Regions from separate parts of the Sus scrofa genome. Here region 2 is linked to region 1. A link is a contact called in public HiChIP or PLAC-seq data. All regions are on one chromosome and are shown on one strand. Each heading gives the region's core, a stretch centred on a gene start, on an enhancer-like site or on the middle of the called end of the contact. The rest is flanking DNA. Distances are from core to core; before and after follow the strand shown. Region 1 holds the start of FAM212A (PAK4-inhibitor INKA1). Region 2 overlaps GNAI2 (G protein subunit alpha i2).

Region 1 (7,864 bases), core at 1,543-4,042:
TTTCTCTTAGGATTTAAACAGCCCCCAAGAGAGTAAATTCTGATCATCTTAGAGTTGCTAAGAGCCAGTCACTAAGACATGGAAGTTTTAAAGAAGGAACTTCTCTAACCTCTTCCAGACTACACTAGCCACAGGGCCCAGAGCTTTCTTTCCCTGTGGGACTGCTCAGAACTTTCTCCCTTCTCTTGGAGGCGCTGTAGGCTTCTGAAGCCAGGGATCCCTCTTTTTTCTAGAACCCCAGAGCCCAGCACAGAACCAGGCTAAGGCGGGAGGACAGCCAGCATGGGGCAGCAGGTGCAGGTGTGGGATATGTCTGGGAGGCAGAGGCCAGGAACAAACAAACCTCCAGCGGGTGGTGACTCTGCCCTTTTTATGGCCCAATTCATGGATATCTCCAGGTCCCAAGTCATGCTCACCTTTAAAGCCTGGCCTCTGAGGCCCTGGGATGGTGACCGCAGCCAACCCTGCCCATCAATGGAGAAAGGTCCAGGAAAGTATGGAGGGTCCTGGGCACTGGTGATGCTCATCTGACAGGAGAGAGATCCTGGAGGCCCCATTCCCAGTCCCCAGCCCCCACAAGCATCCCTGTCAAAATCCCCCAACAACTCAGCAGGTACTTGCCTGCACTCAACTCTCTACCTTGACACAGACACTTCCTCTAACCTGGGCTCCCCCTGGACCTGATCCTCAGTCCTCTCTTTTAAACCAATTATGTTGTTTTTTCTTTGGATTACAAAAATGATACAGAATTTTCATGGAGAATTCAAAACACACAGAGAACTTTTAAAGAACTCAGTCCCTGAGATGTCCCTATAGGAACAGCCATAATCACTGGGGTGGGGTGGGGATGGGCAACCCTCAGAGGCTCTCTCCAAAGGACATGCATCATGCAGAGACTCAGCTGTAAACTAGAGTCCCCCTGCAGGCTATGCTTGGCCAGACAGGGGCTGGGCTTGGTCTCCCCATCCCTCCTCCATCCTGCCCTCCCACTACTACCCATGTGCAGGGCTTACCTGGGCTCCCTGGAATTCCAGGCCTGGGAGCAGCAGAGTGTACAGCAGGGCCCCAGGTGTAACTGTTTCTGGCACCTGAATGATTTCCCCAGCTGGCCAGAGGGGAGGTCAAGGAGGCTCTGCTTAGGCCATGCCTGCCCATACCCCCTTTCTGCTGCCCCTGGTCTCACCTGGGCTGGCAAATCGACCAGCACACTGGATGTGGCCAGGGTCCCGCTGAATATCCACAAAGAGTGGTCCTTCCATCACATGTTTGCCACATGTGAACTTCAGCTGCAGCTCATAGTGGTTCACTGTCAGGGCATCCAGCCGGGCCATGCTGCTCAAGGTCATCTGCAGCAGGTGGGCAGTGCCATATGGGACCTAGGTTCTCCATTCCCCTATACTACCGCTGGCTTAATGAATTTAGTGTCCACCTTTATTTCCCCAATGTCCCCAGCTGTGCCCGTGACCCTACCTTGCCCACATAGATCCCCTGCCACCTGGTGAGGCTGGGTGGGTTGAAGAAGGTGGTGGGTGGCTTCACATGGAGCAACTCCAGGGTGGGTGTGTGTAAAGAGCAGTTGAAGGAGAAAGAGTGAAGGATGGTGCCAGGTCCCTGGCTCTCAGAGACATTTATGAACCAGGGCAGGCAGTGATGATCTGTGAGGAAGAGACAATTCAGGCTGGAGGCTCTCCATGTTCAAGCAACCATATACACAAGCAGAGTCCTTCCCTTCTGCCTTAGGGCCTAGCCACATCTTGGGGACAAGCAGAAGTCTTTCCTTGTCTCTCACATCTAACCACAAGTCAGATCATTTCACAGACTAGGAGTGAGAACTTGGTTGAAGAAGAAGCAAAGATAAGGAATGAGGGCCAGAGGTTCAGATCTTTGTCCTTTCCTGGCTTCCTTCCCCCAGCCCCTGCCCTCCATGGGAGCTTATCTGAAAGGGGTCAGGACTCCACTGTGGAGTGAGGGAGGTGAGAACTAAAGTCCCCCTACCCACCAGCTCCTCACCAGAGACAACCAGAGCAAGAAGAAGCACCAGGGACCTGAGCAGCACCATAGCGGCCTGAAGATACAGACAGCAGAGGAGACTCCAGAAAGACAGACGTGTTTTTCAGGCCTGCCCCGTTGCCAGGTCAGTTGCTCAAACACAGCTGAGCAGGCGGTACTCCTGGGCCTCCAAGATTCTAGCCCCACCCATCCCTGGTGACTGAGTTCTAGACTCTACAGGCATCAAGAGGTCTGGAAATACCCATTTTTTTCACTGCTCCCAATGAATTCCCCAATTTATTACTACAATTTTGAAACAGACGTGAGAGAAGAATCAAGTTTCAGATGGGGAAACTGAGGCTCAAGGAAGTCTTGGTCACACAGTTCTTGGAGACAGAGTAAGCACAGGACCCAGGAAAACTGGGCCCAGGACCTGCTACCCCATAGCGTCTGAACTCTAGCTTCCCCCCCCATTAGAATATCACCTGCCTATAAAATCTGAGCCCAACCATCAACAAAATCTCTCAAAAGCTGTCTACATTCAACAAACAAAAGGTATCCTTGGCAATAGAAGCAAAAATAGTGGTTACTTTGGGGGACATCAACTGGAGGGGGCAAAAAGTGGCCTCCTGCCCTTACTCTCAGTGTGTATGTGGTGCCAAGCAGAGGGAACGTGAGTGTCGCGGCAGGAAGAGCAGATAACCGCGCGCTGCCCACTAGAGGGCAGCCCCGCCTAGCTTCGTACAGACGCGGGGGCTGGGCCTGGGCTCCGGCTGCTACTCCGTGGGGGCGGTGAGGTTCCGCGCTCCCGGAGTCATCCAAAGGGCCGAACCCCTTCCTGACTTCTAAGGACTGTCGAAGCCAGCCCCATGAACAGATTGAGTGGGTCAGGCCCCAAGTGGGCCACAGCACTGTCGGATGCGACTACTGGGGGCGCTCTAGCCGCGTGAGGGCGCAGCCACGGAACCCGCGCGCTGCAGGGGCCCCTGTGGGAGGGACCGCAATTCTAACCCGGGAAAAATGGAGAAGCTGAGGCTACCTCAGGGAAGCGGCTTGTCCTGAGTCTTGCAACGAATTCGGAGTCAGCTCAACCGCCCAGGACTTCGAGGACTCGGAAGCAGGACACTGCCCAGCTCTCGGCCCCTGTTCAGCCCCTCCCCCCCAGGGCTGTTGCGGAGTGGGTAGTGGGCGTCGGGTTTCCCACCCAGCTGGACCCAGGGGGCGGGGCCACATCAGCCCCGTCCCAGCCCCATTGGCTGCGGCGCCAAGGGGCGGGGCGGGGCTGCCAGATGTTGGGGCGGTGGCTGCTGCTGCGGCGGGAGCTACGGAGAGGGAGGAGCCGCTGAGCCTGGCGGAGGGCAAGGGCTCCGCTGGCCGGCCTTCCCGGCCCTCACCGCACCGCTCCTGCTGGAGTTCGAAGAGCAACTGGCAGGCCTGGCGGGGGCTCCGGCACGGGCATGCACAGCACTCGGCTTGACAGCTTTCTTGGCCAGCTCCGCTGGGAACTGGTGAGGCTTGGGAGCGGGTGTGGCTCGCTAAGACGCTTGTGGGGTGCTCGGCTGCAGTCCGGCTGGAACGACACATGGGTGGGGGGCTGTCCCGAGTGCCCATCCAAGGCAGAATGGGGGCGGGGCGGCGCAGATGGCCCACGTCGGGTTTCAGATGGTTGAGAGCTGCGCTGGGCATCAAGTAACAACCACCCAGCTGGCTGTGCTGTGCGCGGCAGAGGAAGTTGGGGGCGGGGGTGGAGGGAGAAACTTATTTGGGGCGGATGGGGGGGGAGGGCTGCGAGGGACTAAAGTGGTGCCGGTGCTGCTGTGAAAGCTTAATCCAGGCTGGCCTGTACCTCTGTCCTCTGCACCCCACCTGGCACGTGGTCTATCCTCTGAAAGACGTTGCGGGCTTTGGGGAGCCAAATCCCTAAAGAGGCATGGAGTGCCCCCCCCAGCCCTGAGCAGTCCTACTTCCCGATGTAGGCCCACAACACTGCCTCCCGCCCCGATGGCGGGTACCAACTTGCCCAGCTCAGCGTGCTGCAGCCTGCCAGACTGCCACCGGGTCCGCCAATGGAAGCCACATGAGCTTCATGTGCCAGCACCCCATGCCGGCCTTGTGCCCACTAGGGGCCTTGCTGCCTAGGCCTGCAGGCCTATCCAGCTCTCCTAGGCCTTCTGTTTTGGCATAGAACTGGCCAGGCAGGCAGGCATGAGAAGCACTGCCCCTCCGACTTCTGCCCTCTCTTCCTCCACAGCTGTGTGGCCGGGACACAGGCTCATCCCCCATGCCTGGCCCCCTTCCACCACCCCCCAAACCCGATCCAGGCGTGCGGCCCAAGCACCGGCTCAGGGTCTCAGATTCAGATGCCTTGGAAGAGGACTCAGTCTGTGGTGTGGAGGAAGAGGAGGAAGACGCTATGGTGACAGGAGACAGGGGTGCAGCCTTGGGAGGCCCCAGGGAGCATGCCCTGGACTGGGACTCTGGATTCTCAGAGGTGTCAGGCAGCACATGGAGAGAGGAAGAGCTGCCCATACTCCAGCACCCAGCACCCCCAGTATGGCCCCCTCATAGACAGCACCTCTCAGCCAGTAGCATTCCCCTGCCCAGTGGGGCTCCTGTGACCAGTGCACCACCTGCCCACCGACCACGGCCCAAGTCCACCCCAGATGCCTGCCTGGAGCACTGGCAAGGGCTGGAAGCTGAGGACTGGACAGCAGCCCTGCTGAGCCGAGGTCGCAGTCGCCAGCCCCTGGTGCTAGGGGACAATTGCTTTGCTGACTTGGTGCACAACTGGATGGAGCTGCCAGAGGCCTCAGGTGAGGGGGATGATGGGGGTGGGCCACGAGCCCGTGCTCGCCCCCCCCAGTTCCTACTTGGTCTCTCAGAACAGCTGAGGCGCCAGCTGGCCAGGGCACGCCGGGCAGCGCTGGCAGGAAAGCGACTCTCATGCCCACCTCGCCCAGAACCCGAACTGCCTACAGATGTCTCGCGCTTTGCAGCCCTTATGAGTTGCCGCAGTCGCCAGCCTATCATCTGCAATGATGTTGTCAGCTACCTCTGACCCTGCCCTCCAGCCTGGGACAATAAAGGCCTTTCTCTGGACGTCCTGGTTCCATACCCCTGAGGTTCCAGGAGGCAGCCTCAGACCCACAAGGCACAATTCAAGCAAATCTAGAGTCTTTTCCCTCCCAGCAGGGGTCCATGTCATGCCTGTGTCCCACCCCCATGTGCCTGCTCTGTGTTCCATCATCCATCCTGTCCACTTACACCTTCCTTCAACAAGCATTTATTGAGCACCTACTGTGGGCTTGGGACGCAGGGCTTGACAGAGCTGGATAGTGGGGCTGCTGCCTTTTCACAGCTCATAGTGCAAGGGTGGGAAGGCAGTGTCCTCCTCTTCACCCTCAAAGCTGAGCTCCAGTACAAGCACCCGCTGCCCAGGCTCAGGTGCTCGTCCTGTTACCTGCTGCACCAGATCTGTCACCCTGGTGGCAGGAGGAGGAGAGGGGTGGGAGAGAGATGGAATATGTGAGCAGTGGCAGGCAGAGAATGTCCTGGCATGGACTAGAGGGTGCTGATGGGCTATAAGGATCCCAGGCCAGGAGCAGCAGCAGCCCAAGACAGGAAACATCTGAAACTATTTTAGGAGTAGCTGGCGGGGCGGGCAGGAGGCAGGAAGCCGTGAGTCCCTTGGGAGTGGGCTGTGAAAGGGTAGCTGAGCAGGGTGTGGAGGAGCTGGTGGGGCTGGCCAAGCAGGGAGCTCCTAGAGGCCCTTCCTCAGGCTCTTGGCCCCTCACCCCACCCCCAGCCCATTTGTTGGCTCCATTTGGCAAAAGAAAACTTCAGGAACGTGTGAGGGGCCTGAAGGGCTTGGGAAGAGGAAAGCCTACTTGTCCCTCACCTAAAACCTCTAGGGACTGAATGAGACCCTGGCTAAAGCTAGGTGTGGGCTCACCTGAGGGAGAGATGATGGGCCCGCTTTTCAGGCGACCATCCTGCCGAGTAGAGCAGGGCTGGCCCGTGCAGCAGCATCCTCACCCTCAGCTCATGTAGTTCCTAGAAAGAGATAGGTCAGGTTCCAAATGGGCCAGGCTGGGCCAGACCTGGGGACAGGGCAGGAATGGGGCACACCTGGAGATGGGCCAACAATGACTCCAAGGTCCTCATGGGCTGCCCAGCAGGCACTTCCAGGCGGTCCCAACAGGTCCACTTCAGGTCATGGAACTGTGGGAGTGGTAGTGACGAAAGGTGAGAAACTTATACATACATCCTCTCCCTACTCCAGTTACCAACAGCTTATGGCCCCTTTCCTAGGGGAGGAGCTGGACTACAGGCAGGAAGCAGAAGCCAGAGGGTGGGGGTGGAAGGTGGGATCTGGGCCCAGAATCTCAACGCCCTCCCTGCCTATGCTGGGGCCAGCACAGGAAATGGGGCTATGGGGCCCCCTGCACAGGGAAACAAGTGATCCATCACACAGGATGGTTTTGTGTGTGTGTGTGTGTGTGTGTGTGTGTGTGTGTGTGTGTTGAGGGGAGCAGTGCTTCCTGAGGAAGCAGGATCAGGGCCACTGCAGTCTCTGATAAAGCTGCTTGTTCCTCAAATACAAGGCTGGAAGCTGGGGGGTGGGGGGCGGGTGGGTATATCCTGCCCCCTAATCCTTTATCACCAGGGCCTTGAACTACTCATGGGCACATGGGCAAGGAGCACAGCGATTCTAGGAGGGACACAGTCCGCAGAGGACTCCCCTTCCTGCCACCCTTTTCCTTCCTTATTTCAAGAGTCTTGGGGTTCTGGTACCCAGAACTGAGGGCAGAAGGGTGTCAGGCAGCCAGAGGCCAAGACAGAGGGCTCTGCCAGCTCCCCAGAGAACACAGTGGGGTCAAGCTGAGCCGAGGCCAGAGGTGAGATGGGGGATCCTTCCCCTCCCCTCCCCCTCATCCACAGACAAAGGCAGCTTGTGTTCTAGCTAGAAGCGGGGCCCCTCACAAAGGGGCTCTGTGTACTGTGCCCTGAAGGACCCCAGGGCTTCTCAGAAAAAGCCCAGTGCTGGCCCATGACCTCTCCCCCCAACTCCCCTGGTGAGGGAATTCTGTCTACACCTTCTGCTGTGCCCCAAGGAAATGCCAGCTATTGCAGAGCCTGGGCACACAGCCAGGGGCATTCATAGCCCTGTACTTGAGGGATCATATACATACACAAGTCCAGACACACATGTGTACTCACATGCACACCCATGTATCCCCCCACTGTGAAAGAGGCCTGCGATCCCATCTGGCATGCAGATGTGCAAGCATGCCCCCTCCATGCCCACATACCACAAGGCCAGAAATGCCCAGACCCTTATGCACTCACATCTGTGACATGAATGCACACATCTCCACAGAGCTGCTCACCCTACACTCATGGTGGTAAACTTAGTGTCCTTTAACTCAGCTCCTGGGGGTAGGCCAGGACATGCCATGCCATGCAGGCTGATGTAGGGCTCCGGTTGGGACTAGGGCCTTAGTATCCCCTCCCCCTCAGGGGCACTCATGGGAAGGAGGGGGCTATGGGGAAAGTCTGGCTCCACTAATGAGTTAAAGCTGCAGCTCCCCCAGACCCGGAGGGATGGGGGGATGGGGTGGCTGACGGCTGCTTCCTGTGTCTGACAGGTCCCAGCCTGGCTTTGCAGCAAGGAGGGGGCTAGAGGGAGTCTTGAGGACTCCCCTGGAGTCTGGGTCCTGATGAGAGTCTGAAGCCAGAATAGGGCCTATTTGCATTTATACAAGGAAATCTCTGGTACACCTGGGATGTTAAGGGCTCACCTTCTGGATGGCTGGGGCACTAGGTACCCAGCGGCTAAAGTAGTTTTCAGCCAGGTGCAGATAGCTGTGGCGAA
Region 2 (7,864 bases), core at 2,675-5,174, 390 kb after region 1:
CCCGGGTATCCCCAACTATCCCCAGTGCCCTTGGGCTGGGCACTTAGGGGAAAGTTAGCCCATGTGTGTTTAGGGGGAGTCTCTGATTTGGGATGGGCCTGTGTGGGCAGCTTATAGAGAAAGGAGAGACAGTGTCCATCTTGGCTCCGGAAGGCTTCAGGATATAAATACAGCAGTTCTCTCTTGCCCCTGGGACTTTATATCTGTTCCCTCCACTGGATGTCCTTTTCCCGTTTTACTCCTACTTGATTGTTCTTTAAGACTCTGCTCAGGGATCACTTCCCAGGATCCTTCCTTGACAACTCCCCCTTTCCCAGGCTGGGGAACACCTCCTCTGTGACACCCCCCCTCCTATGCCCTACCCCCATCAGACCATGGTATTTGCCCTCATTACAGCTGGTCATAGCTGCGGTCCCCTGAAACAGGGCAGGGCTGTGTCCTGTTCATTTGCCAAGCCTTCTGGGCCAAGCATGGAGCCTGGTACCTACTGGGTGCTCCTTGTCTGTTTGTTGAATGCAAGAAGTGCTGCTTGTGTGAACTTGCTTTTGGGGATGGGTAGATGGAGGAGTAAGATGGCAGTCACCCATATCATGGGCAGGTGGCAAGAGCTCGGTGTAGAGCCAATGACCAGGATTGAGGGGGAGGCTGAGGGAAAAGTTCTTCAGGCTGTTTCATTTTGGTCTCATCACAGCCAACCCCTGTCCCACTCCATGAAGATCTCTTGCTGATGAAGAATCTGCAGGCTGTCACAGGGCACAGCACTCTGGAGGGACTCCAGCTGTTCAGATGGAAGAGTGGCTTTGCGTTCTTCCTTTCAGCGCAGGCTGCTTGGGGACTGTTGCAGACCTGCTCTCTCTGCTGCTCCAGTAAAGTCTTTCTCTCTCTTGGGGCTGGAGTTGCCCCCCTGCCATGGGGATCAGACCTGAGTAATGCTGCAGGCATTCTTGACCTGGCTAGGGCAGAGACTGCACACACAGGGGCGCAATTAGGTTTATCCAAAGAAAAGGGAGTTTTGTGACCTTTGTCCAGTCTGTGTGTCTCACAAGGAGCTGGGCACACTGTAGGTACCTGCTGAGTGTGATGGAAAGAATGAAACTGTGGAGCACATCTGTGAACAGGGATCAGTAATTCTGGGGCTGTTGGCCTGGGGCTTGGTGTAGCTCGAGTTGGTGGGAAGGGCTCGCCTAGGATCCTGGCCACCTGCATAATGAGTAGAGTCTAATGATGCCTGTGAATGGAGGGTGCTTCCTGGAGAAAGGTGTCCTCTGAGTAACCCTGAAAAATTAGTCACATTTGCCAGGATCAGGCATTGGGCTTGGGGGTGGGAGGCAGAGGAACCAACTCACCAAGGGCACTGAGGTAAGAAGTCCTGGCCTAAGTTCCCAAGCCTTTGAGTGGATGATGATTCCTGGCCTGGGGGAGGAAGTCTTAACTTCCTTAGACCAGTTCTTAGGGTTACACAGACCTGAGTTCAAATCCCAGCTCCACCTAGTGTACTGACTGAGAAACCCAGCAACAGGTGAGATCTCGGTAGATGACCTGCTCTCCAGCTATAACCTGGGACCAGGTGCCTGCCTGCAGCCCAGGTGTTGTGGGGAAAGCACACCAAAGCCTGGACGTATGAAAACAGGTGAGAGACCTTCTGCTGTCTCCTGCAGAGCTGAGAGTTTGGTGGGGGTGGTGTCCCCAGCCTGGAGGCTGCCTGGCCACAGTATGGGGGCCCTGGGAACCCCCTCCGTGGCCCTTGGCAGCTGGTCACAGCAAGTGGGAGACATTTGGTGCCATCTGGAGTGGCACGTTGTCTTGGGGACCTTCGGCCCAGCTTCTGGGGGCTGAGCCACCTTCCGGGGGGGTCTGGGGTTGAGGGTGTGGCAGGGCCCTGGCTACCAGGTGGGCTGGTACTCAGGCTGGCCTCCAGCCTCCCTTTTCTCCTCAAAGCTTTCCCACTCCCACCCTCCTGCCATCCGCCATCCTGCCTGGAGCTCATTAGCACTTGAATGGGAGGCGGGGCAGCTTGGGCCTCTTGAGTCTCTTCTTCCCACCCCTCCCCCAGGCTAGGCTAGGCTTTGTCTTCCAGGGCCAGTGGTGCAGCCCTGGGGCTCCCAAGCTAGGGAGGGAGTAGGGGGTCTAAGCCATTTCTGACCCCCTCTGGCTGGGTCCTGCCTTGTCCCACTGGGCTCCGCTCCCGCCCATGACTCCAGTGTTGGTGCAGCCAGTAAAAGTCGTACCTCTAGGATAGGAGTGAGAGTGGGTCCTTCAAGGGATAGCCCTGAGCTGGGAGACTGGGCAATTCAAGGTGGTTTTACAAAGAAGGTGACACAGGAGCTCAGCTGAGGGCATCTCATTGAGGGGTAGGAGTGGAGAACCCCAGACAGAGGGCAGAGCAGGTGGTGAGGACAGAGGGAATGCCTGCCGCTGTGGCTGGAGGTGGAAGTCAAGCCAGCTGGGGAGCTTAGGCTTGCCAGGCCCTGAGGCAGTTGAGCCACCCACTGTGCTTGAGTTGAAGCCTAGGCTGCCAGATGGGGCTTGGCATGGTCCAGGACCCCTTCGGGCGTGAACAGCCATTCAGGGTTGGCCCTGGGCTGGCCTGCGGGGCCACCCGGTAGCATCACTGGTATCCTAGGCTTGCAAACTGTTGCCTAGTGACAGCAGGTAATGCTGGGCATGGGGCCTGATGGGTTCCCAGTGAGGTCCTAGGCTCCAGCACCGCAGGGGCTGGTGCATGGGGCAGGTTGGGTCACAGGCCGCACACTGGTCCTGTACACTCTGCCCTTGGTCTCAGTCCCTGGTTGTCTCTCTCGGTCTCGGTCTGTCTCTCTAAAAGGCATCCCTTTTGGCAGAAACAGGATGGAGGAAATGTCCGCATAAGCTCTTAGCCTCTGAGTGATCAAAACTTGTCCCACCACATCCCCAGCAGAGGGCGAGACAATCTGAGTCTGAGTGCTGCCTCCCTGGCAGGATGGGGCAGATGGGGGCAGGGCCCAGGCCAGCTTTGGGCTCAACCTCCCAGTATCTCGGGGCAGGAGAGTCCTAACCTCCAAGTTCAGAGTGGGGAAGGTGTCAGCAGATTTTGGCCAGGCCTCAGCTGATGGGACCTGCCTAAGAAAGCCCTGGGGAGGGCAAGGACTAGGCCCTTTGGTGGTGGCTCTAGAGGCGGCCCCTCCCTCAGCCACAGGTGCAGGGTGGGGCCCCCTCTGCCCAGCCCCACCCCTCCTCTCCAGCCCGCCAGCCTGGAGCTCTTGTTCTTACTAAACCCCAACCCACTCCACCCTCACCCCAATGCTGCTTCTTGGGGCTACAATCATCTTGGTTTGGGAGGAATAACCTCCCCAGAATAACCACACATTCTCTTGGCTGGGCCAGGCCTTCAGTCCTGGGCTTCTGTGTATACTTCCAAGGCTTGGCAGTAAGTGCCGGGCCAGTTTGAGCCAAAGCCCGAAGGTGGGATCATATAAGGCTTGTGAGAAGGTATCCTTGTGGCTTGGAGGATTCCAGAGTGCCAGGGTGCTACAGCAGCACTTACTGTGCGCTGGGCTGGAGGAGGGGCAGTGAGGTCTGCATGGCAGGGCTGGGCCTCTCGGGGAAGTGGTGTCCACACCGGAGGAAAAGGAGGAAGCAGCTGGAGGAGGAGGAGCTCAAAAGAGGAAGAGGCCAGAGGGCTGCTCACACTCTGCACTGGGGTGGGGGGGTGTGAGCCAGGTCATCTGGGGGATTAGAAGGTGAGCCCCACCTGTGCAGGCGCATCTGCATATCTCCCTGGGCCACCCTACTGGTAGTCACTGGGTTGGAGTTAGTCCGCACAGCTCTGACCCTTGTCTTGCCCCAGCAATCACTGGATCCAGGATCTCAGAGAAGGTGGCCCCTCTGAAGAGGATTCCAGGCCCCTCCTCTGACCACAGGAAGTGGTGGCTGGGAGAGGGACGCCGACTGGGGGTGGCTAGCAGGAAAACAGAGGGCTGCTCCTATGTTCCCAAGCGGCCATTGCCCTCCAAAGCCGGAAGGCCGGCTGCAGGCCCAGATGAATGCCCGGAAATGGAGCAGCAGCCCTGGGATTAGCTCACTCTGGGTTTCCCCTGTCTATGGGTAGACAGAGGGGCCCTTGATCCAGCCTAAGGATTCCCCCTGTTACTACCCACTGGGCCTGGGGGTGCTTTCACTGGGCCTCAGTTTCCCCTCTCGTGACAACAGCAGCTGCCTCTCATTAAGCCTTGACTATCGCATAGGGCTGTGAGGCTGGGACTGACATTTTATCCATTTCGTTCATGTGGAAACTGAGGGTCAGGGACATTACGTGACTCACCCAGTAAGCAGAGATACCAAAACATGACCCAGGTGGTGACTCTGAGCGCCTGCCCCCAACTCCTGTAGCCCCTCAGAAGTCTCTGCCCAAGTGGCAAGAATTGGTCAGTCAGGATGACAGACAGATGCTGTGGGTCCTGGTCCATGTCCCCTCACAGTAATACTTAGGTCATAGTCAGGCAACTTAGTGCTTCGCTTTGTCCCTAACATGCTTGTGCCTTCCACCCCCACCCCCCACCCCCCGCCCAGGCTCAGGAGACCAGGGCTGAGGAAGGCTCAGAGACTGTCATGGTCCAGCATGGGGACCCCTGAGCCTGGTCTCAAGACCATGAGTTGTCCAGATGGGGAGAAGGGAGAAATGTCCTGCAGGGAGCCCCCACTAAGAAAGAGCAAAGGCTGTGGTGCGCCCGTGTAAGGTACAAGGTGGTGATTGATGTGTCCATGCTGTGAGTTGGCCACAGCATGAGAGGTGTGGGGAGACTGGCCCTCATGCTTCTTGGCCTCCAAAACCCAAGTTTTCCTGCCTTGTCCTCCCCACAGAGGTTCCCAGAATTCTGCTCTAAGTTGTCAGGCCAAGAGCTGAGGAGCCTAAGAGGCTTAGGAGAGCTACAGCAGAAGCAGTAGATGCATCAGGGTCTTAGTGGGCTCTGAGGTCACTCACAAAGCTGAGAACATGCATCCTCATGGCCAGTCAAGACTTCGGGTCCCAGAGGGCCCACTCCCCACTTTCCTCACCATGTGACCTCAGGCTGTCCTTTCCTATCTCTGTGCCCATCCCTGGGACCTATGATGTCATATTTCTCAGCATGGCCCATGGCTTGTGGGCACATAGACAAACCTTGGGCTTGGACCCTGGAGCAGTTTGGGGTGGGTGTGAAGGCCCAAGGGAGGCTCCTCTTGGCAGGCGTTGGGCTTGGTACCCTCCCTTGTGGGGTACTTTTCGTAGATTGGGCCATGAGGCCCAGGCATGGGCATCTCACCCAAGGTCTGCCACCATGAATGAGGAGAGGTAGGAGTTCCCATGTGGGTCAGTAGGTTAAGTATCTGGTATTATTGTCACTGCAGGGGCCCAGATTGCTACTGTGGCACAGGTTTGATCCTTGGCCCAGGAACTTCCACATCCCCTGGATGCATCCCCCAAAAAGGAATTCCCGTTGTGGCTCAGTGGGTTAAGGATCCGACTAATATCCATAAGGATGTGGGTTTGTTCCCTGGCCTCACTCAGTGGGTTAAAAATACGGTGTTGCTGTGAGTTGTGGCATAGCTTGCAGATGCAGCTCGGATCTAGCATTGCTGTGACTGTGGTGTAGGCCAGCTCCGGATTCAACCCCCAATCCGGGAACTTACAAATGCTGCAGTTGTGGCCCTAAAAAGAAAAGAAAAAAAAAAAAAAAAAAAGTAGGAGTTCCCAGTGTCGATCAGGGGTAATCACCCTGACTAGTGTCCACGAGGATGTGGGTTCAATCCCTGGCTTCACTCTATGGGTTAAGGATCTAGTGTTGCTGTGAGCTGCAGTGTAGGTCGCAGATGGTGTAGGTCACAGACGCAGCTCAATCCCACATTGCTGTGGCTGTGGTGTAGGCCAGCAGCTGCAGCTCTGCTTTGACCCCTAGCCTGTAACTTCCATATGCTGCAAGTGCAGCCCTAAAAAGGAAAAAAAAGAGAGAGAGGTAGAAGTTATTTAGATTCTTTACAGCCGCACTTGTGGCACATGGAAGTTCATGGGCCAGGGATCGAACCCTCACCTCCACAGAGCTTATACTGGATCTTCAACCTGCTGCGCCATGGCAGCAACTCCCAAAATCTTTGGGTTTTTGGGGTTTTTTTTGTCTTTTTTTTTTTTAGGGCCGCACCTGCGGCATATGGAGGTTCCCAGGCTAGGGGTCAAATCTGAGCTGTAGCCGCTGGCCTACACCAGAGCCACAGCAATGCGGGATCCAAGCCATGTCTGTGACCTACACCACAGCTCACGGCAACGCCTGATCCTTAACCCACTGAGCAAGACCAGGGATCGAACCCACAACCTTTTGGTTCCTAGTTGGATTTGTTTCCTCTGAGCCACGACGGGAACTCCCAGGAACTCCCAGATTATTTGAAAACAGCAAAGGCAGTCCTTAAATGAAGCATCAGGAAGAGAGGTATGCCAAATGGCCTGGCTCCTTGCATGACCTGGGCCCAGTGCAGCATCACTCCTGTGTCCCAAGGGGCCAATGATGAACAGGCCTCGGGGCCTCCTCTCCTCTGGAGTGTCCTTCCTTACCCAGTATCTCACTTTCCCTCTGTACAGTGGGCAGGGTCCCACTGAGGGTGACAGGGCCCTACCCTGGGGAGGCCTCTCCCTTGCACTGAGAACTCTGAGTTGGCAGTGGCCGGCCAGGCCCTGGTTGTTAGTGCCTTGCTGGTCAGCATCATGAACTCCTGGAAGCCGCTGGAGGCTTCCCAAGTTGACAGAGTAGAGGGAAGGAGGTGCCCTGTTTCTTGGGGCACCTGGGGGAAGGCGAGACCACACATGTGGATGGGGATGTCGCAGGGTCAATCCGAGACCGACATCCCTGCCCTTCGTAGTGGCACACCCAGGCTGAGCCTCCTTGGAGGGAGTGAGGGGGCCAAAGAGGGGCACCTGGAGGAAGGAAGAGACGCCAGGGGCGGGCCTTGGAGGGCCTTTGTCTGGCGGGCCCTCTCCCCCTTCCTCCCATTCCCATTGTTCCCTGGTGTGCCGCGTCTCAGCAGGCTCCTGGCTTCCCAGGCTCGGGAAGGGGCCACGGGTGAGGCACCTCCCCCAGCTGCTCGTTGCCGGGACTGCTTTTCAGAAACAAATGCTCCCCTGCGCCGCCCAGCCCCCACCTCCACTGGGTCTCTGGCTGCCGGGCTCCCCCTGGTGGTGGCGGCTGGGACCCTAAGGCTGCAGGGGAGCGGAGGGAGCTACCGCGGCCCTGAACCACAGACTGGGCGGGAGAGAAGACGTGGCACCTTCCCGGGGTAAGAGTGGGAGGTGGTGCCTGGGCTGCCTTTGGGATGGGCTTCCCAGGGCGGGATGGGCGCCCCCGCTTTCCCCCAGTGCCCCACCAGGGTAGGCCAGTTGGGGGTGTGGTGGGGGGGTGGCAGTGGGGACAGGCCTGTGCTGTGGGTTTGAGCTGGGCTGCTGCCCAAGCCTACCCTGTGGTCCCAGCCACTGCTGCTTCTGAGAATCTCTGCCCTCAGGCCTGCCACGTCAGCTGGCTGCTGTCCCTGGCCCCACATATTCCAGGGAAGCCCACCAGCACATGAGCCTCAGCCGGGCTGCCTCTCACCCAGCCTGCCCAGCCATCTGGGTGCGGAGAGTCAGCGAGCAGTGTCTGCGGTGAGGACGCAGGGCGGGCCGGAGTACCCTGCTGTGTAGGAGTGCTGGGTTGGGTTGTGTGAAAGGGAAGTGACGAACTCGGAGCAAAAAGCCTGCAAAGGAGTGAGTGGCTCTGACTCCTGTCCCAGGTTACACAAGTCCCGGCAGGGAACCGCCACTGCTGAGTCAGCTTCTTAGCCACTGGTCATTGCCCTTCACTGTACTTTGTCTGAAAGCCTCAGAAAC

What was found. HiChIP or PLAC-seq counts read pairs in DNA pulled down with a chosen protein or histone mark.
Region 2: an H3K27ac HiChIP or PLAC-seq map of skeletal muscle shows a contact between it and region 1, with 3 times the contacts expected there. The contact joins the enhancer-like site here to the promoter of FAM212A in region 1. A contact is called at or near these places in 3 of 5 promoter capture datasets (fetal liver, fetal skeletal muscle and liver), 4 of 47 Hi-C or Micro-C datasets (embryonic fibroblasts, heart right ventricle, liver and 1 more) and 2 of 2 datasets of contacts at active chromatin or transcription factors (alveolar macrophages and skeletal muscle).

What each region holds. Positions count from the first base shown.
Region 1 is chr13:32,327,080-32,334,943 of Sscrofa11.1, forward strand. It overlaps FAM212A (PAK4-inhibitor INKA1), which reads left to right and starts at 2,793. Exons shown (of 2, transcript XM_003132213.6): 1 at 2,793-3,497; 2 at 4,241-5,088. The coding sequence starts at 3,447. The coding sequence ends at 5,047. It overlaps CDHR4 (cadherin-related family member 4), which reads right to left and starts at 2,451. Exons shown (of 19, transcript XM_003132219.4): 1 at 2,011-2,451; 2 at 1,471-1,655; 3 at 1,184-1,346; 4 at 1,014-1,105; 5 at 417-527. The coding sequence starts at 2,059. It overlaps UBA7 (ubiquitin-like modifier-activating enzyme 7), which reads right to left. Exons shown (of 25, transcript XR_306784.3): 21 at 7,791-7,864; 22 at 6,118-6,210; 23 at 5,942-6,042; 24 at 5,288-5,471; 25 at 3,457-3,559. It overlaps TRAIP (E3 ubiquitin-protein ligase TRAIP), which reads right to left. Exons shown (of 31, transcript XR_002337524.1): 28 at 7,791-7,864; 29 at 6,118-6,210; 30 at 5,942-6,042; 31 at 5,257-5,471.
Region 2 is chr13:32,715,672-32,723,535 of Sscrofa11.1, forward strand. The region is part of intron 1 of GNAI2 (G protein subunit alpha i2); the gene reads left to right. Among named protein-coding and RNA genes, the nearest start is that of GNAI2, 6.7 kb to the left of the region's middle. Within about 2 kb of position 3,925, at least 35 of the 83 cell types and tissues checked have an H3K27ac peak or open chromatin away from gene starts, as enhancers often do. A contact at or near this core is called in alveolar macrophages, fetal liver, fetal skeletal muscle and 3 more, where this site is marked.